Linked DNA regions of Gossypium hirsutum: region 1 is linked to region 2. The links are chromatin contacts, called in public Hi-C maps. All regions are on one chromosome and are shown on one strand. The core of a region is the stretch at or near the end of the contact, and the rest is flanking DNA. Distances in the headings are between cores, read along the strand shown.

Region 1 (3,268 bases), core at 642-3,141, 140 kb after region 2:
AAGCCACTTTGCAAACTATAGTCGCTTTATCTAGCACTGAAGCTAAGTAGATGGCGATTACTGAGGCTTGTAAAGAAACCATTTAGTTGAAGGGACTCTTTAGTGAACTTAATGAAAACCTTCAAATCAGTACAGTATATTGTGATAGTCAAAGTGTCATATTCCTTACGAAAATCAAATGTTTCATTAGAGAACAAAGCACATTGATGTTTGGTATCATTTTATTCGTGATATTATTGCTTGTGGTGATATTGTTGTGAGCAAAATTAGTACCCATGAAAATCCTGCAGATATGATAACTAAGTCACTTCCCATTACCAAGTTTGAGCATTGCTTAGACTTGATTGGTGTTTATTGTTGAAGTTAAATCTTTAAGGGGTTTTTATGGAGGAGGTGAGAAACTTTTTAATTGAGAGTTCTCGATGAAGAACTTGTTTGTTGAAAAATTCGTGTCAATGTGGAGATTGTTAGAATAAAGTGACCCGAATCCTTGTTAAAATAAAACACAGTGGGTAAAATAAAATAAAATAAAAGTAAAATCCATATAGGACTACACTTCTTTGATTTTATTTTATTTTGGAATAAGGTTTTTCAAACTTATCGCACATCATCTATTTGATATTGATTAGAATAAGGTGTTTCAACCTTACTACACTCATCCTATAAGAATATGATTTTTCAAGCCTATAAATAGAGATAGTCTACTCCTCTTGTATTTTATTCTAATTTGATATAGTGAATTGTCTTCTTTTCTGCCCGTGGTTCTTTTCCCGAATGGGTTTTCACGTAAAAATATATTTTTTCTTTATTTTTTCTTTGCGATACATCGTCATTATCGATGTTTTATTTTTCATATTTGACATTTAGAAACAAACTGATGAACATCGTGACGCATACCTTTCCAGTAGAAATTGGAAAATAGTCTATGAAATGTTCTTGTAATGCCAACATGACCACAAATCGAAGACGAATGAAATTCTGACAATAGTTGGTGACGAAGTGGTGAATTTAATGGATGGACTAGACGGTCACGAAAGAAAAGAAGTCCATCATTGTAGGCAAAGTTAGGTAGTAATTGGAGGATTGGAGTGAAGATGGTGACGCAATTCTTGGACTTCTGGATGGGATTGAGTAGCAAGACCTACAACGTCTACAATTGTAAAAATTGGGCATGAGAGCGTAAATGATGTCAAAGGAACTTGAGATAAGGCATCGACGGCGAGGTTAGACTTTCCTAGGCGGTATCGAATTTCAAAATCATATCCTATGAGTTTCGCAAATCATTCTGTTGCTCCGGTGTCTGAATCACTTGATCAGTGAAACACCGGAAAGATTGTTAATTGGTAATAATGGAAAATCGTTGACCCAACAAATACTGGCCCCATTTCGTGACTACTTGTGTAATGGCGAACATCTCCCGTTGATAAGTGGAAGCAGATTACATTCGATGATTGAGCTTTTGGCTGAAATAACCAATTGGATATGATCCTGGGACAAAATGGTGCCAATACCTACTCTGGTAGTATCCGTTTCGAGAACAAAAGGTTTGATAAAATCCATCAATTGCAAAATCGAAGCCGAAGCAAGTAACTGTTGCAAACGGAAAAAAGCATCCGCCACTTGGGAAGTTCAATAGAAGTTGTCATTTTTTAGCAAATCAGTAAGAGGTCCAGCGATGGTAACATAATGACGGACGAAATGGTGGTAATAGCCAGCGAAACCCAAGAAACTTTGGACCTTATTAACGGTGGTCGATGTTGGCCATTAGGAAATGGCATGAATTTTGGTAAGATCGACAACAATTCATTGGGCCAAAATAATCTGTCCTAAATAGCCAATGGAACCTTGGCCAAACAAACATTTGGACTGTTTAGCTATAAGCTGATGGATCCGAAGCCGTTGAAAGACCTGCTCAACATGATGAAGATGAGTAGCCCAAGTTGAACTATAGACCAATATATTGTAAAAAAAACCCAGAACAAAGACACGAAAAAAAGGTCGGAAGACATCGTTCATCAGGATTTGAAATGTTGACAGTGCGATGGTTAAGCCAAATGGCATAACCAAAAACTGGTGATGGCCCTCGTGAGTTCGGAAGGCTGTCTTGCATTCATAACCAGCCTTTATCCTAATATGATGATAACCCGCCAACAAATCCAATTTGGAATAAAATCGGGCACATAGAGCTCCTCAAACAATTCGTGGATCGACAGAATGGAAAATCGGTCTTTGACCGTGACAGCGTTGAGGGCGCGATAATCAACACAAAATCACGTTCTGTCCTTCTTGCGCACTAACAATACAGAAGAAGAAAATAGACTGGTACTGGGTTTGATTACACCATCGCGTAACATTTTGTGAACTAACTTCTCTATTTCTCTCTTCTGAAGTGAGGATATCTGTATGGTTGAACTTGGATGGGTCCCGTATTCGGTAACAAGTGGATGGCATGATCGTTTGGATGGGCTGGTGGAAGACCCAGAGGTTTGGCAAAGACATCCGAGAAGGTCGATTAGAGAGCTACGAGATCAGTCGGATACGGAGGAAGAGAAGTCGTGTCGGGGCACAGCAGTTTGAGTGAAAAATACTCTGCAGTAGCTTGTGTATGGGCCATTCGTCGAAGACAATTGTACTAAACTTGATGAACAATCGGAGACGTGTCACCTTACCAACAAATTGGTTGATTGTTGTAGGTAAACTGAAATTGGGCGGTGGCATAGTTGGTGACAACCAGCCCGAGAGTCGCCAACATTCAATCCTAAGAACCATACCCTAACCCTTAAGAAGCAGAACAGAAAAATCAACATTAATCTCTTGACCCTAAATGACCAATAGGACTTAACGACAAAAACCTGTACAATGCAACCGCTCACCGTTTCCGACTAAAACGGAGAATAAGGGAGTTTCTTTAGTAGTCAAATGCAAAAAGGTAGCCAAACGGGTCTGAACAAAATTGTGGATACTATCCCAATGCAAAAGCACCCATATTGGCTTATCGTGAATGCAGCCAGTAAATCGAAGGTAGTGGTGGAATAGCCACCGTCCAATGCATTATAAGAAAGAGCAGAAGCTGTAAGAACTTCTTGAAGTTGTGGATGAGCAGCTAGAGAGGCATCAGACGGTTCTTTGTGGGTGAGTTCATCGCTGGCAGACGGAAAAGAGTCACGATCATCATCAAAAAAAAGAAATTGAGGCTTAGACTTGCATTTATGATCATACGAATATTTCTCGTCACAGTTGTAGTAGAGGCTGAAAAGGAACTTTCGTA
Region 2 (2,840 bases), core at 202-2,701:
GTGCTAGAGCAAATCCTGAAAACCCATCCATTGAATTGGGGCCTGAATTCAAGAAGGTTAGTACTTATCATGTTGATATTGCACTTTTATATGGATGCTATTTCCATAATGACCTATAAATATATATTAATTTTCTTAACAGGTTAGCAACTTCTTAAGTCGGTTCAAGACAATCCCAAGCATCATTAATCTTGATAGCCTTACCGTGACTGGTGATGTTTGGTTTGGTGCTGGTATGGTTCTCAAGGTATATTACACCCTCCAACTGTTGTGTAGCTACTCGCATGTCTTAGACTTTTGCATTCCATATGAGCTATTTACGAAGCATTAAAATGGCTCTTTTGGTGAGATTGAATATTGTCCTGATTGTTGCAGTGTTCGGAATTCAGCTTAGTAGAATTTCCCTCTATTATGATCCTTTTGATGAAAATATATGTCCAAATATCAGTTTGATCCTAAATATGGTGTGAATGGTTATAAATTATTGATCTATTGCCCTAGTTCGCCAATTTTGTCGCCGATGTTTGCTATCAGGAAATCTGGACCATTGTTTTAAACTTTTAATCAATTGTTTTGATACTTGGTCTGCTAGAAAATCCAGATACCGGATGATTTAAACTTGTTTGATCATTCAGACTACGATTGTGTGCTAATTTTGCTGTTACCATGCTTCAAGTTTCTCCTCTTCTTGACACTTAAATTTTCCACGGAATTATTATCTTTTCTTACAGGGAAAAGTGAAAATTGCTGCAAAACCAGGAGAAAAGTTGGAGATTCCGGACGGAATTGTAATCGAAAACAAGGTGAAAACATTGGGATGACAAATGAACCACAGTCTCTTTCTTACAGCCATTACTGGGATTGGTTTTGTGTTTTGCTAATTGGTTGTAATGTTTTTTATTGTGGGCAGGAGATCAATGGCCCCGGAGACTTATCCAGCTAAAGGTTCAATGGTTAAGATTTGACATATCTGATTTTTGGTCCATTTTTAGATCGGAAAATAAAAGCATGTTACGTTGTAGTATCTACTTTGTGGTCTTGCGGAAGTCAAACTTGAGTCATTGAGTATATTTATATATATAAAAAAAAATTGGTTGATTTTGGTCTGCATATTATTGAAAAACATTAATTTTGATATTGTATACTTTCTGAATTAGTAAATAATTTTTCCTTTGTACTAATGATGCCAAAGAAGTGTGGGTTGAGTTTGAGACTTGAGAGTTGTTAAAGGATATAATTTTCTATTGTATTAATTAATATGTTCTATTTCATGTGATTACTATTAATTGTTTTAATAATTTAAAATCTATAATGATAAAATAAATTTAGTTCATATTTAAGTAATAATTAAAATATGAATGTATTGAATTTGCTGTAAGAAAAGAATGAGCTAAAAAAGATGTTCAAGTGTTTGGCATTAAAAAGAATTGAACAACTACTATCCTTGTCCCTGGACTGTAGATATTTTATAGTGACAATGAAATACATTATACTCATTCTCAAATGACCGGAAAAATATTTCACGTGTCTATAAGGTCATTCAAATCAAATGTAGCGTAAATGAGCCGCCTCCAAAATTTTTTCCTCTATACTGTCAAACTGCCTTCACTCTTATTTATTTCCCCCCTTCTTTTTTCTGTTCCTTGCCCTTTTCTCTTCTCCCCACCATCTTGTTGGTCTCCTTGACCTTGACTGCACCGTATTCTCACATTGTCACCAGCTCTAACCCTCTCCCCTCTCCCCTCTCCCTCTTCCCCTCCATAGCTCAACTACTGATTGGGTAAGTAACTCTCGTCTTTTCCCTTGTTTTTTTTTTTTATAAAATTTTTGGGTTTATTATTTCCTTTTCTTAATTTCTATTAATTTGATTATCACAGCATTGCACATAAAAATTCTGCTTCAAATATTTGTAGCTGAAAATTTTTATTAACTTTTGACCTAAACATCTATTTTTGTGGCAGTAGTTTCAGATATTTTGAATCTTTTAAAAGGAAAAAAGGGGAACCCAGTATGTGTTCATGGACTGCAGCTGAATCAGACATGGTAGTGAAGAACCGGTTGGTAGGGTTCCTACTATGGCAATCGATTCTAAGTAGCTTGATTTTCTTGGCCTTCACTATAACGATCGTCTCCTGGCGCTCCGCCACTGCAATCTTCGTCTCCTTTTTCAGCTTTCATCTGTCCCAGCTGTTGTTCTCTGTGTCCCTCTCTACCGTCTTATCTCCCCAACCTAAATTTAGACGTAGTTTTCCGGTGTTGCTGACGGCCGCCGCTGTTTCGGGTTCTCTCTCAGCTGTGTCTTTTTGTGGGTTCAATGGAAGAGTGGGTTTTAAGGGTTTTGCTTCCGGGTTATTCTACGCTTCTTTTTATGTTTATAAGCGGCGATGGGTATTGCAGTTCCCCATCATTCAGGTGAATTTATAATATTGTTAAGTCTTTCTTGTTCTGAAAAATATCTTCTTTCAGTCTGTTTTATGACTTGGGTTTTGTTTGCTTTTTGTCTACAGCGTCCCCTTTTCTTTAGCTTCAAGATGGGGATCCCTTCCGCCATTATTAGGGCATTGAAGCTTTCTGCTGCAGCTTATCTATTTTCAGCACTGCTGTTGGTATTTCTGCCACACCATTTTAGCACTGATCTCAAGCTCGGGAACTTTTTTATTCAACACATAATCTCCTATGCTGCCTGCTTTTCTATGTTTCTCTGTTGGGAGTTAACTCACCATTTGCATCAGGTTGGTTTTAACTTCGAAACACATAAAATAATTGCCATTTCTAACATGTGTGATTAAAGTTTAAACTAATGTAATTTCTAACACTAATAGGTAAGTAAATCACCTTTC

What was found. A called contact is a pair of places that touch in the nucleus more often than the background predicts.
Region 1: a Hi-C map of leaf shows a contact between it and region 2, with 2.0 times the contacts expected there. The contact joins the enhancer-like site here to the promoter of LOC121204913 in region 2. A contact is called at or near these places in 4 of 34 Hi-C or Micro-C datasets (callus, hypocotyl and leaf).

What each region holds. Positions count from the first base shown.
Region 1 is chrA08:5,083,965-5,087,232 of Gossypium_hirsutum_v2.1, forward strand. No RefSeq gene overlaps it. Among protein-coding and RNA genes, the nearest start is that of LOC107949398, 7.2 kb to the right of the region's middle. Within about 2 kb of position 1,892, at least 9 of the 9 cell types and tissues checked have an H3K27ac peak or open chromatin away from gene starts, as enhancers often do. A contact at or near this core is called in hypocotyl and leaf, where this site is marked.
Region 2 is chrA08:4,946,407-4,949,246 of Gossypium_hirsutum_v2.1, forward strand. LOC121204913 reads left to right here and starts at 1,452. Exons shown (of 5, transcript XM_041075706.1): 1 at 1,452-1,780; 2 at 1,965-2,412; 3 at 2,508-2,732. The coding sequence starts at 2,011. LOC121204914 (UTP--glucose-1-phosphate uridylyltransferase) reads left to right here. Exons shown (of 21, transcript XM_041075708.1): 18 at 1-56; 19 at 143-247; 20 at 732-803; 21 at 911-1,181. The coding sequence ends at 943.